Linked DNA regions of Mus musculus: all the other regions are linked to region 1. The links are chromatin contacts, called in public capture Hi-C and promoter capture Hi-C maps. All regions are on one chromosome and are shown on one strand. Each heading gives the region's core, a stretch centred on a gene start, on an enhancer-like site or on the middle of the called end of the contact. The rest is flanking DNA. Distances are from core to core; before and after follow the strand shown.

Region 1 (3,905 bases), core at 799-3,298:
GCTGAGTGGACCAGGCAGAAATGTTTTTAAAGAGGAAGGACCAAAAACAATACAAAATGAAGAGGCAAATGGGGGAAAACATGTATGCAATTATATACAGCAGGTTTTACATCCTGCTTCAATGGATTGAAGTCTACCCTCAAAGAACCCTGCATATGTCACACAGGCTAAGAGCCACAGACGTATGCATGTGCTATTCAAACGTGGTTAGATGGTTTCGTGTGCAGAAACCTACAGAGGGCCAGCGACCATAGTATGGTTTTCTTGAGCAAGAAAGTTCAAAGGCTCCTATGATTGAGATTCTGGAAGGTGTATGAAGATGCAAGAAGACAGTTTAATATGATTCTACCTTGGGTGGCTGCCGTTGTCTCCCCAGTGAACTGGACAGTGTGCTGACAGATTCGTTCTGAATCTGAATGTGTTGTGGAAGCTGAGAACGGTCCTCAGTGTTAAATCAGGTAAGGGGACACAGATGATCACAGACAGAGCCTGAAGACTGAGATATCTCCTAGGATCGAAGGCAACCGCCCCAAACTCCAGACTGATCCTGGAGCAGTAAGACATATTTGAACATGCAGATGGGAACCTGCCAAGATTATTTTCTTTGCACTCTGATAAATTTTCCTGGTTTGCTTCCTTCTTGTAGAAACATTTGGGAGGGCAGACTCCACTTTCTTGTAGAAACATTTGGGAGGGCAGACTCCACTTTCTGTGAGTTTTGCAGGCTGAATTAAAATAATTAGATTGTTTTCCATTGTTCAGAAGACATAATTAATCCCATAAGACAACCCCACTTGTAAAGTAAGCTAAGAAAAAGCAGATTTTTTTTTCACAATTCTAAATATGGTCCGGGCCAACAAAGAATAAAAATCGTTACCCAGAAGCAACGCTAGGAACTTTATTATTTAAACTGTTCCACTTTCCCTCATGACACAGCCAAATCAATGTTGATAAAAACATACTTTTTACCTAGAAGAAATGTGAGTTTTTGTGGTGTTGCCTTCTCTCTGATCCTTTGTACTAGCTAGCCTACAGTGCATATATATCTTTGTTTGGACAGCAGTGCTAAGACAGGAGTTCTAAAAGAGATCAGGTTAACCCACTGTGGGCTGCTTTCTGCACAAACAGCCCGGGGCTGCAAGAGAATCCCAACAACAGAGAAAGTGCAGGTCCGTACCCAGTGCTTAGACAGGACCAGAGCCAGGAAAGGGGGCTCCCAGCAAACCTTCAGACACTCAACAGGAAATGGCTGGGCTCTAGGCAGTATGAGTCCAATAAGATGTTCAAAGAAGCAGGAGGAGCTGTTGAAAGTCCTCTGCGCTCTCTCAGTCCTGTGTAACCGAGACAGAGCTATAGCTGCCCGCCCACCCCCCCAACCCCCAACTTTTCGCAGTCCGTGGTTCCACACAGAACCCACCACCTCCTAGCTCTGGAAAACAAATCGTTTCTTTTAACAAACAATATCCTTGGGACTGCCTGGGCTGGGGGAGGGCGAGGCTCGTGCCTCGGCTGAGCTCTGCGCAGAGGCTAGGCAGGCTGAGCCCACGCTGGTGAGCAGAGAGCGGCTGCCTGCTCTGCGAACCCCACCAAAGGCCGGGACCGGGGTGCTCCGGGCACCCCGGCTCCGGGCGCACTGAGTGCTTTACCTGATTTTCGCAGAGCCGTTCGGAGTGACACAGCGCCGGGTGGGAGGCTGCAGGCCAGGAGCAAGAAATGGAGCGAGAAGGTTGAGATTAAATCCATCTCACCAACGGCGTCTGCAAAGTTTCCCCAAGTCCCGGGCGCGCAGGGAAAGGGCGTCTCCTGGGGGACGCGGGGAACGCCAGTGACGCGAGGATGAGAAGGTGGGAGACCCAGGGAGCTGAACCAGGAGCCACTCGGGAGTCCGAGGAGGCAAGGCAGCAGTTGGGAAGCTGGCGTGCTTGAGCGGAGCGGGCTCGCAGCGGCAAGGCTTTTCGGGGCTGGGGAGTGGACGCTGAGAGCCGAGGGGAGGGACGCACTGGCCGCCGGAGGGAGGGCGGCTCGACCCGCAGGAGATGGAATTACAATCTAGTGGAAGAACGAGGGGCAGGGTCTGAATCAATTCACTCCGCGCCCACCTCCGGCGCCGACAGCCCCCAGCTCAGCCCTTCCCCGCGGGTGACCTAGATTGGGGGCCGGGGTGGGACCGACTTCGACACTCGCCCGGTGTTCCTTGACTCAGACTGCGGGCCCAGGGTCCTCGGCTGGATCCTAACCCTTAACTTTTGGTTTGGTGCTTCGGTTTCGCTGGCTGGACCTTTCTTCCCCCATACCCCTCTAGGTGGCTTGCTCCCAGTTTAAACCACTTTTCCTAATACCTCAAAGGTTTCTCTACTCTGTAGAGCACTCTTGGAAGAAGCGCAAGGGAGGGGCTGTAATTTTCAAGCAGGGAGGAGGAGGGCGGGGCTGGCCAAGTCTTGGGTGCTAAGAAGATAAATGGGATTTAAGGCGCACAGATGGAGAGCTGAGGCTAGGCCACTCAGAGGCAAAGGCCAAATGAAGATTAGGGACTGGTGCCTGGGGGCCAGGTCCCCTTCTGGTGGTGGGTGGCAACTTTAGACACCCCCCCTCCCCCGAAAAAGAGAAAAAAGTCCAGGTTATTGTGGCAAAGTCTAACTTCTTTGGGGCTGAGAAGGTCCTCTATAAAGGGAGCGCTTGCGGCCAGGCCGGGACTGGGGAGTAGGGGCAATGCGGGAGCCAGCATTTAGCTCCCTAGCTGAGGAAAGACCCCCTCCCTTCCCAAGAGATCTGTGCAGCTGGCTGGAGTTTACAGTACTGCCCCAAAGGGTGTGAGCTCCCGAGCAAACTGGCTTTCTGACCCCAAGCCTTCGTGAAAACAGATACAATAAATAATCTAAAAGGAAAACGAGCCCTCGCCAGAATCCTGGAAAAGATCAAAGGCCCTAGGAAGTGCCCCGCAGATAGAAACTGTGGTCACTGGCAAACGTCTGAGGGTGATCGCCACGCCCCACCTGGCAGAGCAGCTTCCTGGCCCCTTGTTAATCTTCCATTAGGAGAGCTGAGTGTTGTCCTGTGATTTCTACCCTGGATCTTTCCCCTACCCCCACCCCCACCCATGAACCTAGTCCTGTTAGCAAGGTTGGAATATAGTTCCTTACACGTTGGTATTTTCAGGTGTGTAATTGTTCCATAAATAAATTCAAAGTCCTCTACAACTTGAGTAGCTGAAGTCTGAGTCCAGGGCCACTGGAGTTTCTTAAACCAAACTAGTGCAGGAACGTCCAGACGGCACTACATTTATGAGGTGAAAACACGTAGGGAAACCAGGCAAGGTGACTCTGCAGAGATATGCTCTGTTACACTACATTAGACCCATAGGATCACTGAGGCCACTAAAGGTCATCCTTGCTGCCCCCATGACACACAGGAATCTACTTTGAGTTGCCTTGGCACGGCATGCCACCCCCGTTCTGGATCAGACAGCTCCTATAAATACTGACTTTTGACACTGAAGGTCTTGGCGTGTACTGAAGGAAGCCAGTGCCCTAATGCAGAATCGTCCCTCATTGTTTTTCACTTTCTCACTTAAAAATGTCTCCCTGTCATGGCATTGGGTCAGAGGCTGAGCCAGTCATTGGTTAGAGCCCCACCCCTGATACTATATTCTACCATACAGGTGCCTAGCATAACTAGTGCTCTCTGGTGCACCAATTTCAGTAAATAGTAACCATGAGTGTAAGACTAACATCGGTATGATGTCTCCTGGGTACAGGACCCTCTCTAAGGTGCCTTTAATTCCCATAGCAACCACACCAAGAAGGTACATTGTTAGCATTATCCCCATTTCACAGCCAAGGAGACTGAATCAGGGGAAGGCTGCATAACCCACCCAAACTCATGCACCCCCCCTCCCCCACAAAGTG
Region 2 (3,738 bases), core at 539-3,038, 820 kb before region 1:
GTGCTAGACTTGAAGCTGCCACAGCGGGGAATGAATGACCTTGTTCCCCAGCAGTGCAATGAGGAGGGAGAGCAGACGATCACTAAGTGTCTTCTTTATACAAAAACAGGAAGCCCTCGGATGTGCCAATGTCCTCTACTGCTTTATACACGTGCCTGCCTAAGAGCAGCGCCTAGACGTTGTTTGCAGTGAGAAGATAAGAAAACGCATTAATATCCCCTGCTACCTGGCTCCCGAGCTGACATTCTTAATCACTTTGCTATTTCACCTTGTTTTATAAACCTAAAAGAAGCTATACATAAAGAATATGAACAATACTAGTAGAGGGGAAGGGATAATCAGAAATTCTTTCTCAGAAACAAACTTCCTTCTAAACAGAAAGAAAACTTTGGGGGGGGGGGTGTATGCGTGTACTCATGTGTGTGTGTGCACACGCTTACGTGCACGTGTGTGTGTGCGTGTGTGTGTGTGTGTGTGTGTGTGTGTGTGTGTGTACACTAAGGAGCAAACCCAGGACCTTACCCATGCTGAGCTCCTGCTCCATCACCCAGCTATATCTTCTGTCTACCATTTCATATTTCTCATCAAGCTTTAGAGCCCTGGAAGTTTTTCCTGTTTTTTTATCCTTTTGGGGGGGGGGAGTGTGGGGGGCGGGCATGATCTCACATAGCCTAGGCTTGTCTCAAACCTGCTGTGTAGCCAAGAATGACCTTAACCTTCATAAACTTCTGATCTTCCTGTCTCTACCTCCTGCATTACAGAGTACGCCACCAACCTGATTTATTGAATGCTGAGCACATGAGACAGGGTTTAGTGATGTTAGATGCTAAGTAGGTTTTCTCTCTCTCTCTCTCTCTCTCTCTCTCTCTCTCTCTCTCTCTCTCTCTCTCTCTCTCCCTCTCTCTCTCTCTGTCTCTCAGCTGAGCCTCATCTCCAGCTCAAACTCCTTGTTTTTGAAAGAAAGGGTAAAGACACCATTAATTCTCCCAGGTTAAACGGGACTATATTAACAACAACAAAAAAAAAAAAAAGGGTGACTATCTGATACCTTTACTGCATAATTTCCTAATTCTTATGAGGAAGGCAGGTGAGGCAGGACCTCTCAGAGGACTGGTAAAAGTCATTATTGAAGAGAAAGATCTGGAAACGAGGCAATTCCTTCTGCTGGCCTGTTGTTCAGCCCATGCTGTCCCGTGGGTTTAGCTCATGTCCCGTTAGTCTGCATACAGCCACACAACAGCACTCTGGATTTGCAAATAATAAGGAAACCTTCTTTCGTTTTAGAAGGGCTGGGCTGTTCTGTAACACCTCCCCGACAGCAAACGCACTTTAAACGCAACAGGAACAGGGAAGCACGGGCCAGCACACTGATGCTAAGCATTGCTTTGCTGGGTTAAAAAAAAAAGCATGTAGCCTGAGTTTACAGTGCCTACTTTCGTTTTGAAGTCCAGTTTCCACATGAGTCTCAGTTGTAAAAAGTGGGAAAATCCATTTGGTAGCCACCGCTGTATGTTTTTCAGTGAAGCAAAAAATGTAAACAAATACAGAATCAGATATCTCCAACAAGATAGCGAGGCAGACCAGGAAAGAGAAGAGAAACGTTTTTTAAGATAAATGATTGTGTCCCTGTACGACCAACAACAGAAGTTTAAACACAGCCCTAGCCTTTCCTTCGCGAGAAACATTCACAACTTGTTTTGCCATAGAGGAACTTAAATGTTACAATATCTGGTCAACCAATCAGCAGCTTGCCGGCACCCCAGCACTCTTGCCTCAGATCAGGAAACCCTTGAAGGTACAGTATTTTAAATTGCAAGTGAGATTTCTGACTCTCAGCTGGTTTTTGTTCCCTGTGCTTGTAGGATGGAAAAACAGATGTAAAATCCCTCATGGCGAAGTTCAACACGGGGAGTAACCCGACAGAGGAGGCCGCCACCAGCAGCAGGCCCTTCAAAGTTGCAGGACAAAGCTCGCCTTCTGGAATACAATCAAGAAAGAATTTATTTGACAACCAAGGAAATGCCAGCCCGCCCGCAGGACCCAGCAGCATGCCTAAATTTGGGACCACAAAACCACCCTTGGCAGCGAAACCTACCTACGAGGAGAAGCCTGAGAAGGAACCTAAACCCCCGTTTTTAAAACCTACTGGAGGGAGCCCAAGATTTGGAACACAGCCAAACTCAGTTTCTAGAGACCCTGAGGTCAAAGTGGGGTTCCTGAAACCTGTAAGCCCCAAACCCACCAGCTTGACCAAAGAAGATTCCAAACCTGTGGTTTTACGGCCACCTGGGAATAAACTTCACAATTTGAACCAAGAGTCTGACTTAAAGACGCCAGGACCGAAGCCAGGGCCCGCTCCCCCAGTCCCAGAAAACGAACTGAAGCCAGGATTCTCAAAGGTAGCTGGAGCTAAGAGCAAGTTCATGCCAGCGGCACAAGATACTGACTCCAAACCCCGATTTCCCAGACACACCTTTGGCCAGAAGCCATCCCTAAGCACAGAGGACTCCCAGGAAGAGAACACTTCTAAGAACGTGCCTGTCCAGAAAGGATCCCCAGTGCAGTTGGGCGCCAAGTCCAAGGGCGCCCCTTTCAAACCACCTAAGGAAGACCCAGAGGATAAAGACCATGGAGCACCAAGTTCACCCTTTCCTGGAGTGGTTCTGAAACCTGCTGCGAGCAGAGGGAGCCCGGGTCTCTCCAAAAACTTTGAAGAAAAAAAAGAAGATAGGAAAACAGACCTTGCAAAGAACATCTTTCTGAACAAACTGAATCAAGAAGAGCCGGCCAGATTCCCTAAGGCCCCTTCCAAGCTGACAGCGGGGACACCGTGGGGCCAAAGTCAGGAGAAAGAAGGAGACAAGAATTCTGCAACCCCGAAGCAGAAGGCCCTGCCACCCCTGTCCGTCTTGGGCCCGCCTCCACCCAAGCCCAACAGACCACCCAACGTTGACCTGACCAGATTCCGAAAGGCTGACTCTGCAAACAGTGAGTTGTTTCTCATTGCTGGTAGCTGTGGTTTGCTCACACAACTGAGTGTTTCAGCTCCTGGGGGAAACTTTAGAGCAAGGAATGATTGCATAACTGATGCTCATGTGAGTATAGGGTCAATTTTCTTTTGGCATTTTTTTTTCCGTTGTGTAGGAGGTCTGAGAGAGTAGCAAATCCAAGTTCTGGTTGAGCATTCTGTAAGAAAGGACCTTGGGGTGGGGAGCACTGACATTTTAGGGAGACAATAGGGAAGAAATATACCTATTTAACGGATAGTTGGTTTTGCTTAAGGATAACCATTGCATTTATTCCCTTGGTTGTATTTCATTTCTGTAACTTGAAGAAGTTATGCTGCCCGTTGACAGAGAGAAGAGAGTAGTCTAAGTCAGTACTCTAGAAAGAATCAAATTTGATAGCCAAAGGATGTGTGCATTCTCTGGAGGCATGTTTGATTGTCACAATGGATGAAGCTAATGATATTTTGTAAATAGAGCCACTTACTCCTGTCCTTCACAGAACTATCCAGGCCAAAATGTCAATGTTGTGAAGTTGAAACTCCTCTTCTAAGTCACTTCAAATATCTACACTGTTCATCATGTCCCCTAAGCCCAAGATTCAAATAGGACAGTGGCAGGGATTTTAGGAGACCATGCTTTGTATTCTAGCTGTTTTTGGTTTTTTTGTTTTGTTTTGTTTTGTTTTGTTGGTTTCTTGATTGTTTGTTTGTTTACTTTCCCAAAACAGAAA
Region 3 (3,584 bases), core at 451-2,950, 520 kb before region 1:
GATATCGCTGCCCCTCCAGACCTGCCCCCTCACACACACACACACACACACACACACACACACACACACAGACACACAAACAGACAGACAGACACACACACAGACAGACAGACACACACACAGAGACACACAGACAGACACACAGACAGACACAGACACACACACACACACACACACACAGACACAGACACACACACAGACACACACACACAGACACACACACACACAGACACACAGAGAGAGACACAGACACAGACACACACACACACACACAGAGACACACACACAGACAGACAGACACACACACACACAGACAGACACACACACACAAACACAGACAGACACACAGACACACACACACAGACAGACACACACACACACACACACACAGAGACACACACACACAGACACACACACACACACACAGAGAGACACAGACACACACACACACACACACAGAGACACACACACACAGACACACACACACACACACAGAGAGACACAGACACACACACACACACACACACAGAGACACACACACAGAGACACACACACAGAGACACACACACAGAGAGACACAGACACACACACACAGACACACAGACACACAGACACACAGACACACAGACACACAGACACACAGACACACACACACACACACACACACACACACACGGTCTCCCCCGACATCCACCACCACCACCACCTCTCAAAAGCAGAATGCCTTTGGTCTGCACCTAGCTTCCACTTTCAATTCTGTCTGCTTTGCTTACATCCATCCTCACGTCCACGAGTCCTGAGCTGAAAAACAGCTTGATCGCAAAGCGCTTTCACCATGTCCTGCAGGCAGGTAGCATCTGTCCGTCTGAAAGTAATCCCTATATCTGTGCCCTTGGTCACTCACAAGGCAGGCAGGGAAGATGAAGAGTGTGTGAACAAGCGGCCCGTCAAGAACTGTTACAGGGAACCTGTATTCACGCTCCCGTTTCAGCATCTCACTGGTGCCTACTCTCAGAGACACTGACCCCTATGCGCATCCTTGCCTGTTAGTGGTGACACTTCCGTTCAAGCAGCTCGAGAGGTGGTACCTGCTCTCCCCACCCGCATAGAAGCTCTGCCCCCAAGGCTGTGGGGTGCTCTTCTCTGAGTGGAGAGGGAAGCACCTAGTCCCGGAGAAATGACAGGGACGGGTGGGAGTTAAGGACTGGAAAGCAAGAGGCTGGGGGAAACCATCAACTCCCACTCCCACGGGGTATTGTGAGAGAAACCAAATTGGCCCAAATGGGAGTTCTAACTCAGCAAGTGTTTCCCCAGCTGCTTGAGTGAGAGGCCAGGGGACGGTGAACCTCAAAGCAGGCCTGGACTGGTGTCCCAGCGACGTGCACGCTGAGAGTATCTAGTCTTTTAGAGTTGCCCACCAATTAGGTGGCACTTTTCTGGCACAACCTCTTGCGGCTCCTGAGAGTGCAGTCTCGGGAGGCAAAAACTAACGCAGGACAGGGCAGAGGCGCGGGGCAGCAAAGCTCTCGGCTCGCCCGTCGGAAAGTGGATGGAGGCGGCAGCGCGGGCACACGGGTCCCGTACTCACCCGCCTGGCGACCTGCTCCGGAGCCTTGCCGGTCCTCGGCCTCACAGGGGAACGGGCGCGGACGTCTGTCCAGGCGTGTGGAGGCGGCCCCGCGCCCCAGCTATGAATCAACTACGGGGCAAGTGTCCAGGGGCGGGAGTTACGGGAAAGCGCCGGGGGAGGGCCGAGGGGCCAAGTACTGTTGCAATTTCCCGTCTCGCTGAGCACTTTTGGCACTCCTGGGACCCACAGGAATTTGCTCCTGGTCCCAAGGGGATGTAGGGGGGAACGATCGGGACCCTGCGACGGGCGCGGTTCCCGGGACCGGGCGGGCAGCACCGGTGAGAAGGGAAGTGGGAGAGGCCTGGGAGGAAAAGCTGGTCCTTGAGCATCGTTGTTCCTGGAGGGAGAGGGGACGAGCTGCGACCCAGTGCCCCGTGCCAGGTGTCCTGCACAGAGCCAATTGTGTTGCTTGGGAGATCCAACCCCAGCGCTCCGTCTGAAAATTACCTGAAATGTCAAACTGTTGGATCAAACTTGTGATCGAGTTGACTTTCGGCGTTCAGAGCAAGACAGACGTGTTAGAACAGAGATCTATGAACTGTGCTTCCTCTACAGGACCTGGAAACGCCCTGTGTGGCCACGCCTCCTTCAGCTACAGACCTGAATTCTTTGTCCACGAAGATCCAAGTTCCTTTCTCTCCTTAGAACGCCATCAGATCTTTACTAACCGGGCACTTGAAAGACATTTTTGACCTCTCTTTATGGCTGCATGGTAAAATGTCCACAGCCACGTCGTCTTTGGGAACTGGCACAAAACTATCGCCACAGGAGGTGTGGCAACAAGTTCCCACCAGTCGCCAGGCCAAGAAGCCTGGAGAACCGCCCACTTGCACACTATACCTTGCTCCAAGCTATAGTTCAGTTCACATTTGGAAACTACCTACAAGTCACAAATGGAAGGAGACTGAGGGAAATGGCTATAGATCAGAACTTGCGGATCCACAAATCAGTCTTAGAATAAGTAACTGGGGTATTGGGACACCTCAAAACAATGTCAGAAATATTAGTTACAACGCCTTACTTTCGTGTCTGTGTATGCTTTTTCTTCCTCCCTAATGACAATTCAGGGAAGGATCTTTTATTATTATTATTATTATTATTATTATTATTATTATTATTAAAGATAGTACTCCTCTAAATACCTAATACCTAATGGTGCCTGAAAGACTGGAGCACACAGCAAATATTTGAAGAGAATTAGAAAAAGGCACATCGTGTCTAGTAAATAATGTGTGCTCCTTTGCCATAGCCATTATTACTTATTTTAAATGAGCCCATTAGTGTGGCCGTGCGAACAGCCGCGGGAGCAGTGTGGAGCCAAGTTCTCACCCATTAAAAAGGCTTTTTGATTCTATTTATCTGTGAAAATGGTGTGCGGGTGTGTCAGTTGAGCAAGGTGTTTCCTGCATCGGGTTAATACGGCCTTTGGTTTCCATGCATGTATGCAGAGCGAATTCTCTTGGTTTCCGTGCATGTATATAGAATGTATTCTCCCGCGGATCTCCCCCGCTTTCTCTGTCCACCAGTGTCCCCCAAGCCAGTTCTAATTCCACTTCAGTGTCATACCTGATTGCATAACCTTATGTATCTATATGAAATCTAGGAACCGCAAATAAGGGGAAAAAAACCTGGTGATATTTTTCTCCCTGATATTGGCTTAATTTGCTTAGTGATATTATCTTCATTTCATTCATTGTCCTATAAGTAATATGATTTTTTTCTATGTGTCAGGAAAAAAGTTTGACTGTTGAGCGTCTGTGTTGGCTCTCTAGCTCAGCCACCATGAACAGTGCTGGAATAAACATGGATGTACAAGAACTTCTCTGGTTGAGTTCTTTGGATGAATATCCACTTAATTTAGACTCCTATTAATAGTATTGTTGGAAAAGACTATGTCAAAATGTAGTAGCGGGGCATGCTTTTATTTTTTTTTCTTTTATGGGATATTTTCTTT
Region 4 (3,949 bases), core at 32-2,531, 690 kb before region 1:
TTAAATTACATTTGCATAATTTCTACCTTTGGGCTTTCAAGTCTACAATTGCTCACTATTATTAACACGGAGAGTCTTTCTAATATTTTTTTATTTTTCTTTTTGATTTTAGAGAGGTTTTGGTTTGCTTTTTTTTTTTTTTTTTTAGTGAGAACATTATTATTATTTAGAACATTATTAGAACAAAAGGAGCTGAAGGTTTACACTAACAGATACTCGTTTTTGACGTCTGTACTAAAAACTAAGTGGTTAAGGCAAGATCTCCACTTTGGACTTTTAAGTCTGGAAGAGAGAGGTGAGGAATAGGAGGAGACAAAATATCCTCTCATTAAAGTAATCTAGCTTAAGAGAGTTGCTGGGTTAAGGGCCAAATGAGTGCGTACTAACCCGCTTCTAGAAACCCGTAAACTAATCCTTGTGACTAGTCCGCATTAAAAACATCGATCCTCGACATCGGCATCAGCCAGTGATGTAGGAGTAACAGAAAGCCAGGACGAGGCGCCCAGCCTCCTCCCCGGGCTCCGGGAGAGGAAACCCTGTCCCGGGCCTCCAGGCGCTGGCGCGCGCCGGGGAAAGAGTCCCGCGCTCGGGCGAGCGCCCTGCACGCCCGCTTTCTGCACTCCTTGCACGTCGGATGCCCGGCGGACCGAAAGCAAACCTCCGCCCTGCCGCCCAGCTCTCGGCGGCGGCGGCGAGCGGCTTTGCCTGTGATCAAGCGCGAAGCCGCTTAGCTCAATGGTCAGAGCGTGGGTGGAAAACAAACTTTGTTACGTGTTCACTCGGGGCGCCGCGGTTCTGGGAAAAGGATCAAAGCGACATTCCTAACTGTGCGCCGCGCGCCTTTTTCCCGGACCCCACCCTCTCTTTTAATAATAATAATAAAAATAATGGTAACAATTTTAGCCGATGAGTAAGGAAACGGGCTTTAAAGCCACGCGGGGAGTGCGGCGGGGCGGGCCAGCAGGTGGCCCGCCCGCATCCCGACCTCCGCCGCGCGCGCGCCCAGAGTCCCGGGCCACATCAATGGGCGCCCCCCCCCCCCGTGGGAACTGCGCCTCCCACCACGCCTGCGCCCCGACGCCCTGCCCGTGTCCCCCCGCCGGGGGTCGCATCCCACCGCCCAATGCGGGTCGGCACAGGCGGCGGCGCGTTGCTCGGCGCCCGCGGGCGAGCCTCCGTGCCGAGGGGCGGGGGCGCTGCCGCGGGAGGGGGGCGGAGGGGGCGGGAACGGCGCGCGGGGAGGGGAAGGGGGTTCTCGCGCGATCGGGCGAGGTTTCCGGTGTTGTGACTGAAACCCGTCAATATGGCGGCGATCGGCCGCGGCCGCTCTCTGAAGAACCTCCGAATACGAGGTAAGCCCGCTCGCCGCCCTCGCTCGCCTCACCCGGTGCGGGTCACGGGTCGCGGCGCTCGGCTTTGCTCCGGGCCTGGGGATGGGGTGGGGTGAGGTTGGACGGGGAAGACGAGCGGGGCGTCGGGCGCCGCCGGCCTGCGATGGATTCTAACTGGGGTTGTGTGTCTTGTCTCGCACAGGGCGGAATGACAGCGGCGAGGAGAACGTCCCGCTCGATCTGACCCGAGGTAACGCGGGCCGCCGCGGCCGCCGGGGAGGCGCGGGCAGCCGGGCGGGCGGGCTGGCAGGCGAGCCGCGCGGGGCAGCGAGGGGCCGAGCCCGCGCCCATCCCCCTGCCCCGCGCCCGGGTGGCCCGGGTTGCCCGGGGGGCTGAGCCCGCTCCGGGGCCTCGGGCGGCTGCGGAGCTCCCCGGCCGGCTCGGTCGCGTGTGTGTCCCCCCTCCGTCCGCTCCCGGGTCCCCCCACCTCCGGATCCCGGGGGCGGCCTTGGACGGGGTGGGTGGGGGAGCAAGGTAGAGGTTGTTATTTAGGTTGCTGGAGGATGTTTGTGGGAAGAGCGACCACATCCTGCCCTCCCCGTTCCCCCCAAGAGCAGATGCTGGACCCTGCCGGCTTCTTGCTCACTGCGGGACTGCTCTTCCCTGCCCGTGGGATCCTCTTGGGTGGGGTGGGGGGGGTCCCCGCAGCTTTTTGAGAACCCGGAGAGCCCGTGATGACTGCTAAGTGTCTGGTTCACGCCGCAGCTCCCTGCTGCTCGCTTCCCGTCTCCCGGGCCCGCTGGGGCTGTAGTTGGCTGGAGACCGCCCGCCCCCTCACTCGGCCGCCGCTTCATTGTGTACCTTGTGGCTGCAGTGGAGGAGAGCTGGGTTTGTTTACACCTTTCCCAGCAGGGCGAGCCCCGCGTGTGTTTTGTTTTTAAGAACCGCACCCGGCGAACGATCGGTATTTTCTTGCTTCGGTCACCGGCCCCCGGGCTGGTGTTTCATCTCCCAGTATCTCGCCGAAGCATCAGTCCGTTCTCTGCCTCCTTAAACAGGAGTTGGGTCTACAGATTCCGGACGGTCCGACTCCACAGCGCTGGAGTGGAGTGTAACTTAACTAGTTCTGCTGTTACGGAATCACTTTTTGAGATCCGTGAAACACCTTAGGACGTTAAAACAAGACAAGAACAGTCGTAAACATTGTATATACGACATGAATTTGGTTCCCCCACCCACCCTGTATGTAGTGACCGTCGTATAAAGTTATTTGGTGGATGTGGGATTTGGGGGACCCATCTCTGTATTGACTGCGTAATTCAGTTCTGTTTCGGTTTTTGTATTGTAAGAATCCTTCTGTGTAGACTGAAAGACTAGTTTTGATTTAGTTTCATGAACACGTGTTTGTTGTTTAGCATTTGGTTCTGATAGTTTAGGAAGCTGTTTTGAGTAAAGGAGCCCTTTCAAAGGGGAACCTCTTTAAAGATCCAGTGCAGTGGTGTGTCAGTCCTAGAGATGGCGACTACATCAGTGATCTGGAACACTCTTACCATTAACCAGCTTTCAGAAACACTATAGAAAAAAGGTCAAGCTTTAGTTGTTTTTTTTTTTCAAATTTGTAAACTTAATATATACCTGAAAAATGTATACAAAGTAGGTTTTCCAGACAGCGGTTCTGAGTATCATAATTCAGACCTGAGATTTTGCATCGTGCTTTTCTAACCATGTAGTTCGCCACTGATTTAATTGGTAACGGAGAAACTGTGTGAAGATACCTCTTGGTTAACTAGAGCCTAGTACCTACAGTATAAACCTGTTCAGATGTGGGATTTTGTTAATCTTCTTTATATATTTTTGTGGAGGCTGTCAGAATTTGGGATGGTAGAAAAGCTTATATACAAGCTTATATGAAACTTGCCTCACTTCAATAGGAACTCGGGAAGACAAATCAGTGGGTACGATTGAAAATCATCAGTTCTCTAAGACTTGACTTAAACGGCTATGTGATGAGCAGCTGTTTCTAGGGTTACGTAAAATGCTTAGACAATGTTATGTTTGCTTGCCGGGATAAAACGTACTAGTGTTGCAAATAAGTATTCACAGCCAGTTGACCTGATTGCAAAAGCAATGCACAACAGAGAGAGGTTACAGGAGAACTGTAGGCCTCAATCATAAGGAAGCTTAGAAGGAAAAAGTTAGGAGTTAGATTCATATATAGGGAGACAGTTGATTAGAGAAAGTGTTACTTGAACAAACATTTCATTGTTTGAAGGCATGTGGATCACACATGAAGAAAGTCCACGAGGAATTGAACTTTAGTAATGATTTGAGACCCACGGCGCAGATGGGTTGCAGCTGCTTGTAGATTAGATTCCAGTACGGAAAAATGTAAAGTTTGAGCCACCAGATTTTTGTTTCACATCATGCTAAGGCAGTGTGCAGATTGTTTTGTGAAGTCTGCTGTGTAGGTGGACAACCGTGGTCATAGTGATTTGTAAAAGGGACATCCATGCATATCACAGCACTGACTGTCAAGTCAGATAGTTCTGCATTGTACTCTCAGGGACAGCAGTATTGGGGGACTTGGGACAAGTTATTTGACCTTGCTTACCTTCTGG
Region 5 (4,038 bases), core at 1,491-3,990, 710 kb after region 1:
AGTAGTTAGAAATTGATTCCTGGTTCCAGAAACTGTTTCCAGGACAGCCAGGGCTATACAGAGAAACCCTGTCTCGAAAAGCCAAAATAAATAGATAGGTAAATAAATAAATAAATAAAGGCAAATCGTAACTGTTCTGGGCAGGTGGCTGCCTTGCCTACTAAAGTGTCTTTCTGTGGAAACAAAGCCTCTCTTCCCATTGCTCTCTATGCTACTGAATTCTGTATACACCCCATTAGAAAATCTACAACCAGCCCCATTATTATAGTACTTTTCATTTTCTGTTTATGAAAAAGTGTTGATCCCAAAGATGAAAGGACAAAGATCACCATGGCCAAATTAATTAAAGCAAGCAATTAATTAAAGCAAGCTATTTTATTCATGTACACTGGCTGCCTACCCCTCAGGACAGGTCAGCTTTGGATGTAAGGAAGACAAGGCTTTTTATAGTTTAGGGGTAAGCTGTTGGGTTTTTTGTTTTTGTTTTTTAACAAAATCTCAGCCGTTTGATTTTATCAATGAAGACTTGGGAGCCAGATGCTGGGGGGACAGCCTGCTAGTTCAGAGACCCAGAGAAAGCACCCAGTTGACCATCTTCCTCAGCTGATACTCCAGAAGCAATGCCCCTCTTTCTCCCACTCCCACTCAAAAGAACCTCCAGACAACTAAATGCTCCTCCCTTCTACTCCCTATGTGTCTCTGTCCTCCTGACTCCCTCTTACTCTCAAGACTTTTTTCTTAATAATCCTATGGTCACTTCCTGTCAACTGGCCGCTTGTTCTGCCTCCTGACCTATGGTTGATTTTATTTAACCCTGTTTACATTATTCAAGCAGAAAGCTGTTGAATTAAAAGTATATGTTTAGGCTGACCCATACCACAACTAAAACCAGGCTTTCCCAGTAAATAACACAATATCAGGGTTCATGGTGTGATCAAATATCCTGCAACAGTAGGGGGTTCACAAACGGGGGATTGGATGGACAGAGCAGGTTGGGTTATAGGAGAGGAACAGAGACAAAGACATGGTTGCAAGATGGGCATGACAAGGCGGTTATAACAAGGTAGGCATAGAACATTCTTGTTTCTTTGTTTGGGTTTTTCGAGACAGGGTTTCTCTGCATGACAGCTCTGACTGTCCTGGAACTTGCTTTGTAGACGGGGGCTGGCATTGAACTCACATTCGGCCTACGTCTGCCTGCTAAGTGCTGCGATTAAAAGCATGCACCATCAGCTCCTGGCCATGTAACCTTTTGAATCAAAGTAGGGTTGCAAGATGATTATAAACGACTTTTTGAAACAAAGACATGATTGCCATTCCTGGAACACTTGGTACAGAACCATTTGTAGTTAAGGCTGTGGGGAGCGGGGCATAGGCTAATCCCTGAGAAACAGAGGTTTGATTATAAACAGGCATGAACCTAGTTTGTTTTTTATTGTAAGCTGTCTTTTAAACGTAAGATGGAGGCAGGCTGATTCTTCGAAAGGTCTCAGTACATAGCCCAGTCTGGCTTCCAACTACAGGTGCCTGCCTCTATGCCTGGACCTTGAGAGGCATTTACTTTGTCTCTGTAAAAGTGTAGTAATTTGGTATTCCCAACAGCAGGCACGATTCCTGACACAGTACATACTCGGTTTCCTAGAATCAGACCATCTGTTGAATGCATCCATTATTTAATATCCTTGTGCTCTGAGATGAGAACAGATGGATCAGATGAGTGTTCTCCCAAGGCAACAAGGGAGAAAGGTATACAGCAAGAACAAACACTTTTTTCTTCTTTTTCTTGAGACAGACTCTCAAGTTTACTACAAACTTGCCACACAGCCGAGGATGAACTTATCCTCCTGCCTCCACTTCCTAAATCCGCTGGCAGGACCCATCACACAGTATCTCCCTTCCCGCCTCTGTTTGTTTTGAGTTAGGAACACATTCCGTAGCACGCTATCTGGAACTCACCAAATGACACAGTAATCCTTTTGCCGAAACCATAGGACGCGTATTAACAGGCATGAGACACCGTCCAACGCTGACCTCCAACCAAAAAATTTCGCAAAGCCACAAAGCCAATGACCCAGACACGCACATGGGAAAATTCAATAAATTCTTTCTTGGGGGCCGGGGGGGGGGGTGGTGGTTGAGACAGTGTTTCTCTGTGTAGCCCTGTCTGTCCTGGAACTCACTCTGTAGACCAGGCTGGCCTCGAACTCAGAAATCCGCCTGCCTCTGCCTCCCAAGTGCTGGGATTAAAGGCGTGCACCACCACCGCCCAGCAATCCAATGAATTCTTAATTCACCCCCATTATTTGAAACGCTGTGAGTTTCTGGCTCACAGGTAAACTTTCTGGAACTAGCGATCAATTTCTAACTACTGTTAGAAGTTATCAGGGAACCACGGTAATGGATGTGTGCCACTCTTCAGCCGTCGCCACATTCCAAACTGGGGGTGGGGCTCAAAGCAAAGAATCAGCACGCGCGATGTCACCACCGCACAGGCGACCGCAAGGGGACATCAACCCCACTCCAGCACCCGAAGTTCCTCTTCCCTCTCCCCCCCGCCCCGCCCCCAGTCCCCTCCCCTCTCCCGTATCCTCTTCCCTTCTCCTCCTCCCTTCCCTAGGCCATCTCCAAATTCAACTCTAGTCTCCTCCCTCACGCCTTCGCCAATGTCCGACACTCAACTGCTTCCTCTTCCCGTCCCAGAAGCGGCGTCTTCCAGTGCCGGGGAGGACGAACCGGAAGTGCGTCATGACCTGGCGCCCAGTTATTCGTTTTCCGCGCGCGTTCCGAGGAGCGGTTTTGGGCTCTCTTCGTTTTTCTCACGGTTCTCCACGGGTTTGGAGTGTTTCTATAAGGCGGTGGCCACGATTGCCGACATGCCATCGGTGCTGGGCTCTATGATGGTGGCCTCTACGTCGGCCGCCGCCTCCCTGCAGGAAGCTTTGGAAAACGCGGGGAGGCTTATCGATCGACAGTTGCAAGAAGACCGCATGTACCCGGACCTTTCTGAGCTGCTCATGGTGTCGGCCCCAAGTGAGTGATCGGTCCACTGGACGCTCTGTTTCCCCACCATAGGATTCTAGTCCGATTCCCCTGTCTTCTTCTCTGTACGTTGGTGCCCTCGTGAACATTCAGAGATTAGGGCTTGGTTTCTTGAAAACACGACAAACAGCAACCGACTTTTAGCTTTTATTGCTTATTTCTTCTTGTCTACACTTTATTTACTGTAGATACTCGAGGAGGTAAGAGCAAACTCATTAAGTCCAAATGAGAAGAATCCTCTGATCCAGATTCCATTTCTGTGCATTTTTTGCTTCGATAATGCTCGCTCAGAAAAGCAAGCGAGTTAATTTGGAAATCTGCCGCGTTCTCTCAGAGTCATGTCATACGTGTAGAGTTAGTATATTTGTGAGTGCCGGGACTAACTAGGAAAGAAATATAGGGGTCAGAAGGCTAACTGACAGGGAGAGCAGAACTAAGTTTATCTGCCAACAGAGGAGATAATTTGGAAGAATTTGCCTTAACTTTTAAAACTTGTTACCAGCTAAAGGTTTGTGGAGTTGCATTAGTTGCTACAAAATGTTTCTTGTGAAATGAAAGTTGGAGAAAAACAGAAATGTAACATGCAGGTGAGACTTGGTGAGAAAAAAAAATGGGTGGGAGTAACTTAAACAGAATAATCAATCAAAAGTAGCCCAAAGCACATGAGCAATGACTTGTAAAAATCTATTAAGAGATTTTTATTTTTTTAACCAGAAATACTGACAGCAGCCAGATAGTGGTTGTCCATTCCTTTAATCTCAGCATTTGGGAGGCTGAGGCAGGCGGATCTCTGTGGGTTCCAGGCTAGGCTGGTCTATAGAGGGTGCTCCACAGCTGCCAAAGCTACACAGAAAAACCTTTAATCCCAGCACTTGGGAGGCAGAGGGAGACGGATTTCTGAGTTCGAGGACAGCCAGGGCTATACAGAGAAACCCTGGGGGGGGGTGGGGTCGTTGAAAAACCCTGTCGTGGAAAACTGAAAAGAAAAATACCAGAAGC

What was found. Promoter capture Hi-C pulls out the DNA fragments that hold promoters and counts their contacts. Capture Hi-C pulls out chosen DNA fragments and counts their contacts.
Region 2: a capture Hi-C map of embryonic stem cells shows a contact between it and region 1, with 4 times the contacts expected there. The contact joins the promoter of Fyb here to the promoter of Egflam in region 1. A contact is called at or near these places in 4 of 39 promoter capture datasets (the C10 cell line, embryonic stem cells and stem cell-derived epiblast-like cells) and 1 of 9 other capture datasets (embryonic stem cells).
Region 3: a contact with region 1 is called in a promoter capture Hi-C map of embryonic stem cells, with 32 read pairs. The contact joins the promoter of Osmr here to the promoter of Egflam in region 1. A contact is called at or near these places in 10 of 39 promoter capture datasets (the 3T3-L1 cell line, the C10 cell line, embryonic stem cells and 4 more), 1 of 484 Hi-C or Micro-C datasets (embryonic stem cells), 5 of 115 datasets of contacts at active chromatin or transcription factors (embryonic limb bud, embryonic stem cells, forebrain and 1 more) and 3 of 9 other capture datasets (adipose tissue, embryonic stem cells and pancreatic islet).
Region 4: a promoter capture Hi-C map of second pharyngeal arch cranial neural crest shows a contact between it and region 1, with 4 times the contacts expected there. The contact joins the promoter of Rictor here to the promoter of Egflam in region 1. A contact is called at or near these places in 7 of 39 promoter capture datasets (cranial neural crest, embryonic stem cells, frontonasal cranial neural crest and 3 more).
Region 5: a contact with region 1 is called in a promoter capture Hi-C map of second pharyngeal arch cranial neural crest, with 2.7 times the contacts expected there. The contact joins the promoter of Nup155 here to the promoter of Egflam in region 1. A contact is called at or near these places in 2 of 39 promoter capture datasets (frontonasal cranial neural crest and second pharyngeal arch cranial neural crest) and 1 of 115 datasets of contacts at active chromatin or transcription factors (bone marrow-derived macrophages).

The regions. Positions count from the first base shown.
Region 1 is chr15:7,396,342-7,400,246 of GRCm38.p6, forward strand. It overlaps Egflam (EGF-like, fibronectin type III and laminin G domains), which reads right to left and starts at 2,049. Exons shown (of 22, transcript NM_178748.6): 1 at 1,647-2,049. The coding sequence starts at 1,743.
Region 2 is chr15:6,578,059-6,581,796 of GRCm38.p6, forward strand. Fyb (FYN binding protein) reads left to right here and starts at 1,789. Exons shown (of 18, transcript NM_011815.5): 1 at 1,789-2,988. The coding sequence starts at 1,890.
Region 3 is chr15:6,872,613-6,876,196 of GRCm38.p6, forward strand. It overlaps Osmr (oncostatin M receptor), which reads right to left and starts at 1,701. Exons shown (of 18, transcript NM_011019.3): 1 at 1,589-1,701.
Region 4 is chr15:6,707,100-6,711,048 of GRCm38.p6, forward strand. Rictor (RPTOR independent companion of MTOR, complex 2) reads left to right here and starts at 1,282. Exons shown (of 38, transcript NM_030168.3): 1 at 1,282-1,352; 2 at 1,534-1,581. The coding sequence starts at 1,304.
Region 5 is chr15:8,106,573-8,110,610 of GRCm38.p6, forward strand. Nup155 (nucleoporin 155) reads left to right here and starts at 2,741. Exons shown (of 35, transcript NM_133227.3): 1 at 2,741-3,030. The coding sequence starts at 2,874.